2 separate regions of the Mus musculus genome follow, and region 2 is linked to region 1. A link is a contact called in public HiChIP or PLAC-seq data. All regions are on one chromosome and are shown on one strand. Each heading gives the region's core, a stretch centred on a gene start, on an enhancer-like site or on the middle of the called end of the contact. The rest is flanking DNA. Distances are from core to core; before and after follow the strand shown. Region 1 holds the start of Rsph14 (radial spoke head homolog 14 (Chlamydomonas)). Region 2 overlaps Gucd1 (guanylyl cyclase domain containing 1).

Evidence for each region. HiChIP or PLAC-seq counts read pairs in DNA pulled down with a chosen protein or histone mark.
Region 2: a contact with region 1 is called in a FOXA1 HiChIP or PLAC-seq map of pancreatic cancer cells. The contact joins the enhancer-like site here to the promoter of Rsph14 in region 1. A contact is called at or near these places in 4 of 39 promoter capture datasets (the C10 cell line, cranial neural crest and pre-B cells), 3 of 115 datasets of contacts at active chromatin or transcription factors (extraembryonic endoderm stem cells, large pre-B cells and pancreatic cancer cells) and 3 of 9 other capture datasets (adipose tissue, embryonic stem cells and liver).

The regions. Positions count from the first base shown.
Region 1 is chr10:75,030,224-75,035,485 of GRCm38.p6, reverse strand. Rsph14 (radial spoke head homolog 14 (Chlamydomonas)) reads left to right here and starts at 2,933. Exons shown (of 7, transcript NM_001163535.1): 1 at 2,933-2,982; 2 at 4,128-4,372. The coding sequence starts at 4,174. Gm40692 (a long non-coding RNA gene) reads right to left here. Exons shown (of 4, transcript XR_003948909.1): 3 at 4,653-4,777; 4 at 1,008-1,173.
Region 2 is chr10:75,502,723-75,507,984 of GRCm38.p6, reverse strand. It overlaps Gucd1 (guanylyl cyclase domain containing 1), which reads left to right. Exons shown (of 6, transcript NM_175133.2): 6 at 1-1,171. Among named protein-coding and RNA genes, the nearest start is that of Gucd1, 12 kb to the left of the region's middle. Within about 2 kb of position 2,639, at least 102 of the 459 cell types and tissues checked have an H3K27ac peak or open chromatin away from gene starts, as enhancers often do. A contact at or near this core is called in adipose tissue, liver and pancreatic cancer cells, where this site is marked.

The sequences.
Region 1 (5,262 bases), core at 1,684-4,183:
CCATTTGCCTATGTCTTCCTGGACTTTAAGGACATGAGGTGGGGGTGGTAACTTTGGGACTCTGGGTGTTTATTTTATAGCAGCTACTGAAAGATTAGCTCCAAAAAGATCAATCCCCCATGCAGGGACAAAGAGCATTTCAGTGGAATCTTACGGCTGCCCTGGCTTTTCATCCCTTCTCAATCACCCATCAGATGTCTCTAGACTCCACTGAGTAGTCTTCATCAGAAGGAGCCTTCAGATCCCCGAGAAGGCATCTAAACACACATCACCATTGCCCAGATCTAGAGGTGTTCTCTACAGCAAAACACTGGCAAACTATTTTTTTTCTTGCCTCAAGTTTATTTGTAAAAAAAAAAAAAAAAAAAAAAAAAAAAAAAGCCCAAGACACTGGTCATCTGCAAATAGTGTGTAGGTAGGTGGGTGTGTCCCAGCAGTCCATCTGTCTTCACACTGGCAGGAGCCTTTTTCTATGGGGCCGTCTCAGGGGCCTGGGCCCCTCTGGGAGCCTGAGCTGGAGCTGAAGCTGGACCTTAGCTGGAGCTTTGGCCTCTGCCTTGTTTGAACCTCGGGCTTTGGTTGGCAGAGCCTATGCCCCTTGGCCATGTAGCTTCGAATCCACTTCCCAAGCTTGGGGTGAGCGATGAAAGGCAGACGGCTGACTCTGCGGCTGGGGCCCTTTGGCATCTTGGGCTTGATGGCCTGAGGCTTCACCAGGGCCTCGATGGCCTCTGCACGCGCACTCACTGCCTTTGCATTGTTGGCCTGCATCTTCTTCAGGCCTTTCTTGTTGTGCTTCTTGGCAAAGCACATGTTCCTTAGGAACTTGCAGTCAAATCCCTTAAAAGATTCGTATCTTTGTGACTGCTGGGGTTTCTTTCCTTTCCTTTCCTTTCCTTTCCTTTCCTTTTTTTTTTTCTTTTTTCTTTTCTTTTTTTTTTTTGTTGTTGTTGTTTTTCAAGACAGGGTTTCTCTGTGTAGCCCTGGCTGTCCTGGAACTCACTTTGTAGACCAGGCTGGCCTCGAACTCAGAAATCTGCCTGCGTCTGCCTCCCAAGTGCTGGGATTAAAGGTGTGTGCTTCTTGACGCCATTTCTGAGCCATTTTTGGGACTGGTTCTATGGTTCTTGGACCTGGCCATGTCTGCACGGTAACCTGCAGCGCTCGCGGCACCTGGGACCGGAAGAGAAAGAGAAACGCCAGCAGTGCAGCATGGGAAATAGGGCCGACACTGCTGGAAGGTCCAACTGATGGGAAACTATTATTCAGTCTGCCATATTTGAGCATCACTGTTGGCAGGATTTAGAGTTACCCTCAGGTGAACACCTCTGCGAGTGTCTGTAAGGATGTTTCCAGAGAGCTTTAACTGAGAAGTACTTACCCTGAATATAAGTTGAGCACCAGTTGGGCCCCAGCGTTCGCCTTTACCTGCGCCTAGTTCCATCGGGTTACCAGAAGGTGAAGTGTCAGATCTCAGAGTCACTTCTGCTGTCCTGCCTTGCTGCCATGATGGACCATACCCTCAATATGTGAGCTGAAATAAATCCTTCTCCCCTCAATTTGCCTTTTGTCTGGTTTTTCGTCATACTAACAAAAAAACTGTCTCATGTGCCCAATGGGTGACCTCTCTCCTAGTGACCTTTGACCCGACTAAGAACAAGGGAAACTACAATGCTTTGAATACTTGCTCCCCCGATGGTGGAAGCGTCAGACTGTGGGAGGGGCCAAGTCACTGAGGGGAAGTCCTTAGAAATAGCTATCCTCTCTCCTCTCCTCTCCTCTCCTCTCCTCTCCTCTCCATCCCTGGTTCATAGTTCATATTTTCCCACTGCCATAGTCTGCCAAGCACCGGTGGGTCAGACCTCCTGAAATTCCAAGCCAAACTAAAAGCTTTTCTCACGTAAGTTGCTTCTCCCAGGCATTCTCTCACGTCGAGGAAAGAGTAACTAATACATTTGGTAATGTGTGAATTGCAGAAAAAATGCTTTTAAATTGTAACTCTTAACTCAAGCCCATAAGTCATTCATTTTGCATTTATCAAACGCTTCTTGGCATATGCTTGGTACAGAGAGGCAGTAAATGAAACAGACACAGGCAAGGTCTTGCTATGTTAAGGGGGTTAGGCGGCTCTTACTGAGTTGTGTCTATGGGGGATGTCAGACAGATGTCTTGTTACATTCTGTGTGTGTTTGAGTTTGTGCAAGGTCTTAGGGTGTGTGTGTGTGCGCGTGCACGCATGTGCGCACATGCAGGTTTATGTAAAGTCTCCATATGGCGTATGTGTATATGTTAGGGAAGTTAGTCAGGGCTTGCTATATCATGTGTAGTACACTAGGCAGGGTTTTGGTATGTTGTATGTATATGGGAGGGGGGTTAGGTGGGGCCCTCCTATGTGTATGGAGAGTGTAATGGGGTCTTGCTATATTGTCTGTGTCTACCTCCCATGTAGCCGGTAATAAAGGCATGCACCACCACCCAGACTCGGTGAGGAGACAGTCTTTGGGGAGCCAAAGGAGATGTTAGGCAGGTGGTGTTGGGGGCCTAGAAAACCACTTCAGCCAGTATGTACTGGGTGGATCAGCTTGCAGAAATATGGGCCCTGACCGGGCAGTTCTGGGGTCAGGTCTACGTGACTCGGAGAGAGCAACTGAATTTCCTTGAGATTCTTAGCCTTGAACTGTATAAAGTTACTCCTTCACCCGGATGGCCCAAAGCATGCAAAGGTCACAGGAAATCTGTACCACTAAGGAGACTTGTCTTTGTTCTTCATAGTAACATTGTAAAATTATGTTGTTTTTCCCTTCTTCACTGGGCTTAGCCTTAGTCTTTTTGCGCCTGCGCCTTGGCTCCCCAGAGTATTGACCGAGAAGCTGCAGACGCTGGCAGTCTCCTAGCAACCAGGTCGCCTGGTAATGGGCCAAGCGCTCTGGCTGGCAGACACCAGGAGACTTCACGCACTGAGGCAAGTGAGGCAGCTGTGAGGTGGGTGCCTGGCACAGGGCATAGGGGGCTTCCTGACCCACCCAGTTCCATTCACACGGGGCTGGTGCCCTCACAGCCTGGGTCTCGCCTTTCCTGCTGGTAGCAGGATTCCTGTAGTGTGTGCCATTTATAGGAGGGCAGCCCATGTCCCAGAGACTAAGATCCCCTGGAGTGAACCCCATTTTAGAGATGGCTGTTACCTTCCCAGTCTGGGGCTTTTCCTCCTTGTCTTGGCTGGTGGCCTGCCTTGGTTTTTTGTTTTGTTTTCTTTTTTTTTTTTTTTTGTTGGTTTTTTTTTTTTTGTTGTTGTTGTTGTTGTTGTTGTTGTTTTTTAACTTCAGAGTTTGAGTCCTGCCAGGTTCTGCAATAGTGATCAGGATAATAACCACAATCAATATATTCTAAGTTCTGTCCAGCCAGGCTCATGGGTATCAGTTATATGGCTGTGCTGGAAGGGCAGAAAGGAAATACCTAACTCTTCAGCTGCAGAGATGATGCATATAGAAGAGGGAGTGACTTGTCAAGGATAGCCCGTGGACCTGGACTATATCCCAGTCTTAACCCTGAAGCCACATTGCCTATGGTTGTTCAAAGAGTGTATGTGTGGGGGACAAGAAATCCTTCTTTAACCCTTCTTGCAAAAGTGTTCTAAGCATGTCCCCAACAGGAAGGAACAGGGCATCTATTTGATAGTTTCTAGCTTTACCAACTCCCTAGCCAAAAATCTATTTCCTTACATGGACAGCTCTTTTTAAGCAGTTTAGTATCTATCTAACTGGCAGTCACAAATTATTGCTGTCACCAGCTAAGCAGGAGCATCAAAGGAGAACACATGTTGGTTTTTACTTGGCTGGCCTATCCCCCCCCCCCCCGCAACCCCCCCTCGTCTTTGGTACTGTGACTAAGGAACCAATCTACCAAGTATCCCAAGCATTTTCTTCTGTCATTGGGCCACACCCGTGCCGTGACCTTGAGAAATCTGGTCAGCCCCTGTTTGCTCATCAGTAAATCCAGATGAAAGTATCCACCCTGTTTGTCTTCACAGACAGTTTTGAGGCTGAGATGGATAAGCTTCTACCTGATAATAGTAATAATGACAGTTTTTCTTCTGTGTGTGTTTGTTGTTGTTGTTCTTTTATTAGCAGTTTCTACAGAGGTTCATTTTCAAAGCCCTTTGGCAGGTGTGAAAAGATGGCTCATGCCCGCATCTCCATGTATATGCCTCCTGACATCGACCCCACAAAAGCCGCCATTGCTTATGGCTGCCGGGCCTTGAGCAAGCTTAATGAGGAGCTACAGTCAAGGGATCTCCTGACAAGGCAGAAAGCCCTAGTGGCTCTGTGTGACCTCATGCACGATCCTGAGTATGTCTACGAGGCCATCAACATAGGTGAGAGCATCCCACACCCGGTAACCATGGCTGGGGGCGGGGGGGGAGGGAGGGGCTGATGTAGTTCAGACATCAGATGGCATCAGGAGTAAGAGCTGCTACTTATTAAGCTGGATTTCAGGCCAGCCGTGCCCCCAAGTGCAGCGCTACCCCCAAGAGAAGACACATTTTCAATTTACAGGTCTGAAACTCAGTGTTCAGGAGGGGTGTGAATCTAAGGTTGCTTAATCAATACGTTAAATAGGATGGGCTGGAGAGATGGCTCAGTGCTCAACAGTACCTGCTGTTTTTCCAGAGGACCTGAGTTCAGATCCCAGACCCGACATCAGAGAGCACACACCGTCTGCAACGCCAGCTCCAGAGAACGGAGGCTTCTGTCCTCCATGTGCACTTGCACACACACACCTAGATATAATTTTAAATAATATAAGTAAATCCTTAAAAATTTAAGCTGGATCTTTATATGCTAAATCTGTCATCCCTAGATCTAGCCAATCCAAAGGCACAGTGACTAGTTTGTGAAATGTATCTTTCTTTTTTTTTTCATTATGTGGATGTGTCTGTAGGTTGGTAAGTGCTTGTGAATCCGAGGAGGGCACCTGGTCCCCAGAACTGAAGTCATAGGTAGTTGTGAGTTGCCCGATGTGGGCGCTGAGAATTGACCTCAGCACCCTCTGCATGCATGTGGCAGGTTTCCAATCTGACCTCATGTCTCCCCTGAGATCAAAGAAATGTCAAGGGCAATTTTTTTTTCTTTTAGCCCCAGGGTTGACTGACTACAAGAGGAGGAACTAATAGGAAAATATGACTTTTCCTATTTTATTGGGGATTTATCTCAGTGGTAGAGCACTTGCCTACCAAGCAAAAGGTCCTAGGTTGGTTTGGTCCTC
Region 2 (5,262 bases), core at 1,390-3,889, 470 kb before region 1:
TGTTGTTTTGCTCTTGGGATCGAGACTTCAGTTTCCAATGTGTGGGGAGTCAGACCAGAATAGATACAGGTACTTTGAAACCACTAACCCTTCTTTACACGGGGCACATAGGCCAGTCCGAGTTCTTTCTTAACAAGATGGCTGTTCTGGCCTGGCCAGCAGTCTGCATGCTGAAGCTGCACCAAAGACAAGCGAATGGGTCATTTCTAAAGAGACCAGGGAGCCCACTCCTCATGGGCTCTCCGTGGTGAAGAACAAAGGGTACCCCAATGGCCTCTCACCATCACTGTCCTCCAGGGGCCTCGGACTTTTAGTACTCAAGGCATGATGTGGCAGTAGCTGCTTCCCCTACCACTAGCTGCCCCCTCATGGTCGTCTGGGGGACAGAGGTGGTCTGTGTTTACAAGGGCAGTCAAGTCCAGTCACCCATATTACTCATCAATGTTAGACGAAGCCTTGAGCTGAAGGAGGTGCTGTCGGCTAGGCCTCTACTCTGGGTTTCAGAGAGTAGTATTGGTTTCAGTCTGGTCTCATTTCCATTGCCTTAACGCTGGGTGGTCAGGGCCCCAAGGAACTCTGGATCTAAGCTCAGGAGTACACATAGCAGCTATGGGTATGGGTGTCCTCCTCTGGTGTAACTGTGAGACTAAGTGATAGGAAGAAGTAAAGCCTTCATAGCGAGTGGATGGGATGAGGTGTGGCACACATCCCCGGGAGTGCTCGTGGGAAGTGGCCTCCACAGAAGGTAGTCATCTTCATCCTCTAGGACATTTAAAACATGCTCAGTCCCTGGACCCAGATGATGGCTTCTCAGGGCAAGTCATAAGTTATCAGGTCCACTTGTCTGGAAGAATAACAAGAAAGCTGCTGCTTTCGAGATCACCCGCCAGAGGCGGGGCACGAGGCACACTGTGTTATACTGCATGAGCCATGAATTGGGCTAGAGGAAGCCTTGTCATCAGATACTGACCATAGCATGTGACACTCAGACTTCTCAGCTCCTGTGCATCCCAGTGTAGGCTCTGAGGCCACATGGAAACTCTAGATGGTTCTGATCACTCTAGCCACCGGAGGATGAAAGGGATCTTTTGCATAGCAGAGGATTTTATACACAAATATATTTTGTTTGTAATGAGCCATTCTCAATAAATATTCTCACCGTACAGTGGTAGCACCCTTTGTCTTGTCGTCATGAAAGCCCTATTAGCCTGCAGAGTTCCTGTCTCCCCAAATTGTTGGCTTGACTGCTTGGACCCAGGTCCTTGGAATGCTGTATCTAGTTTTAGCTGGGACTGGAATTTCATTTTCTGCCTTTGAGGCCTCAACCAGGCCTTGATGCTGGACAAGGCTAGGATAGACAGCACCTACACATTTCAGAACTCAGACCGGCTCTTGAAGAAGATGGGACACTTGGCTGAGTTGAGGGAGATAGTGTGTCTATAAGAAAAAAGCCAGGGGGTACAGTGGGGGACATGAACCTTTCTGTTTTCCTTTGCCCCAGCCTGCAGCCAGATAACAGGTCTCCTGGGCTTTTGACATAACACTCTGACACCTTCAGAGGAGGTGACTGATAGATACCCTCAGACAAAATTCAGTTTTTCCAGGCTGAGTGAGAGATTCATCAATCCATTTCCTTACAGAAGTTATAGGCAAGCTATCCATCCACCTACCCACCCCACCCCAGCCATTCTACCCCATCAGCAAAAGAAAAAAAAAAAAAAGAGAGACCTGGAACCTTCTTAGACTACCACACCTCATTGTCCTGTTGGATCCTTTATACAGCCTTCTTTATAGTTAGCACCTTTTGAGCAATGTTCAGACAACATTGTCCTGTACTGAAAGTGTCTAGCAAACTGCGAGTCACTCTCCCTGAGGGTCTGGCAATCCCAACACTTTTTTTTTTTTTTTTTTTTTTTTTTTTTTTTTTTTTTTGGTTTTTTTGAGACAGGGTTTCTCTGTATAGCCCTGGCTTTCCTGGAACTCACTTTGTAGACCAGGCTGGCCTCGAACTCAGAAATCTGCCTGCCTCTGCCTCCCTAGTGCTGGGATTAAAGGCGTGTACCACCACGCCCGGCTTCCAACACTTGTTAAAAAAGCTGTTAAGGCTCTGTAGTTGCTAATTTTGCTGATTGGGACATCGGACAGAGGGAAGCTAGAGGTGCCTCAGAACATGTGGGACTCACTGTGTCTGTGACACAGTGACCAGCTAGTCATCTGTCAAAGCTGGCTGTATACCTCTTAAAAAGATTTTTATTTTATGTATAGGATTCTGCTGGCACGTATGTCTACATCGGATTCGTGCCATACTCAAAAAGAGGCAGAAGAGGGCATCACACTTTGTTTTTTCTTCTTCTTCTTCTTTTTTTTTTTTCCTTCTTTCTTTAAGACAGGGTTTCTCTGTGTAGCCCTGGCTGTCCTGGAACTCACTCTGTAGACCAGGCTGGCCTCGAACTCAGAGATCTGCCTGCCTCTGCCTCCCGAGTGCTGGGATTAAAGGTGTGCGCCACCCTTGCCTGGCTCCTCAGACTTTCTAGAACAGGAGTTCCAGATGGTTGTGAGCCACCATAAGGGTTCTGGGAGCTGGCCTTGAATCCTCTGGAAGAGCAACTTATGCCCTTAACTCCTGAGCCAACTCTCCAGCCCTGGTTAATAATTAAAATGAAGTCCATAGCTGGTTATGGTGGCACATGCTGGTAGTCTCAGTACTGAGGCTGAGGCAAGAGGGTTGTGAGTTCAAAGGCCAGCCTTAAAAAGGATTCTTGAAAGCCTCGGTAGTAAAATGGAAGTGGGCCATTCACACATAGCTATTTGGGGCCGGGTGGTATCTAAGCTTTACATGGAAAAAAAAAAAAAGGGCAGCTAGCCTTTTTGGGGAGAACACAGCCATACTTAAAGGCATAGGCTCCAAGGAGGCCTTAACATAGTTTCTGCTGCTTTACAGATAGCTTGACTAAGCTGAAACTGTGCTGGTGTCCACCAGCTGTGGTTGTTTACTTAGAGGCTGCCACACCAAACAGAAAGTGGGTGAGTCACTGCCCTCTGGCAGAATCTGCCGATAATCTGGACATAGTATTCGACCTCATTGACTTCCTCTTCCCCTGAGTCTCAGGCTGTTGCCAGTGGCCCAGTTAGGTCTGCCACTTAGAAAAAACCTCAACTGGTATTTAAATTTATTTTTATTTTATCTTTAAAATTTTTAAAAAGTTTTTTTTATATGTATGGGTGTTTTGTCTACCGTGTATGTCTGTGCCCCATTTGTGTGCTTGCTGACTGGTGAATAGAAATGTCATGTTTCCTGAAACTGGAGTTAGAGATGGTTGTGAACAGCCATGTGGTTGCAGGGAATCGAACTCTGGTCCTCTGGAAGTGCAGCCAGTGTTCTTAACCACAGAGCCGTCTCTCCAGCACTCCCAACTGGCATTTACAGACACTTCTGTTTGGGTCTGTGAATTGGGCAATCTGTGGCTGTGATGGATAAATACAGAATGCCCATTCTAAGAACCCATTTTCCTTTGAACCAATTGGAATGAGGCTGTTGACCCAGTCAGCATGACCCAGATCCTATTTATCACTGTGTTGAACATGGCAATACATCCGTTTTGTGAGCTGAACGTACCAGGGATGACAGCCGCCAATCAGAGATGGCCACAGTAGGCCAGGCTTGTGATTAGCCAGTTCTCAAACAAGCAGAGAGTTCACCTTGTACAAAGCACAGCCCAAAACTTCTCCAATGTAGTCAGTTACTCTTGGCTCCCACTCAAAGGGTTCTGTTTTGTGGGATAGAGGATATAAAAGCACCAAGTAGAATGTCCACCTGAGATATATGATCCTTCCCATATGCAGAATCCATGGGAGGACTGGCCCTCTTCTTTTGGTGATGATGGAGATTACAAAGCAAAGAGGGTGTAGTCACGGTCTCTGACCACTATTGACACTTTTCCATATTATTGGATTCCAATTTGATCAGCCAGCTCTGGTGGAGCCACAAGGGCTACTGAACAGATTCGCCATCTAACTTTGGCTTTCTGAGCCATTTGTAGTCTGCCAGCAGTGACCTCTGTTGTCACAGAAGTCACCCAACAGTGGCTAACAACCACGGTACCCACACTTCCTACCACCTGTAAGCATCTGGCACTGTTGAATACTAGAGTGGCTTCCTCAAAAAATCAACCGAAAAATGTGTTTGACTTTCTCAACGTAGAACGGTTTACTGGAAATCCCGGGATCCTGTGATGTTGGCAGTCTAGATTGGGAGAGAGATATCAGACCTGGTCTTCTATCCATGCTTGGGGATCCTGGTTTCACAGGCATGTATTTAGCCATTCACACAGAATCTAACAACCTCGGTTCTTTAAAAGATTATCTTGCAAATAAGTCCCATAAACCTAGCTCTTCAGGGTGCCGGAATGTTCATGCTTTTTAATAGAGTGGATTTCCTTTCCTGAAATCTAGCCTGAAGATAGTCTCTGAAGGAAAGAACAGAAACACGGCAGGTTTAGCCTTTAAAATGTATGCACTTGCATTTTTGGTTACAATACTACAAAAGTGTGAATAGTGAGTACTTTTGAAATAGGAGAATGATCCAATAAGGGACTACACTAGCCACCTGTGAGATGCACAAGTTGTAGAAATAGCTTTGCAACCAACTTTTTATGATAAAGGGAAATGCTCATTATATCATGAAACAGTGGATGACAGCATTTTAGGCATGTGGATCAAATTCCATTAAAGTAGGCATCAAAGGTATAAAGGGCGGGAGAGACGGCTCAGTGGTTAAGAGCACCGACTGCTCTTCCAGAGGTCCTGAGTTCAATTCCCAGCAACCACATGGTGGCTCACAACCACATGTAATGGGATCAGATGCCCTCTTCTGGTATGTCTGAAGAGAGCTACAGTGTACTCACATAAAATAAATAAATGAATCTTTTCTTAAAATATATTTTTTAAAAGTTTGAACAGATTTATGTCAAAACATTAGTTGTGGGTTATTCCTATAACTATAACCCATAACTTCTGTCTGCATCTTCTATGAAATGCTGATTTCAGAAAGGATTTGCTGATTTCTCTTTGGTTGCCACAGTCCCCAGCTGCAACTTCACATACGCACTACCTGTTCCCTCGGGCTGTGCACCAAGCACTGAAAGAGTCAGAGCAGAGGCCCTGCTCTCAGCTCACAGACACTGTACCACAAGACCCTTGGCTCGTCCTGGACCAGTGGGTGACCAGGAAGGCTTTCCCCAGGAGGCAGCTATCCAAGTGGGC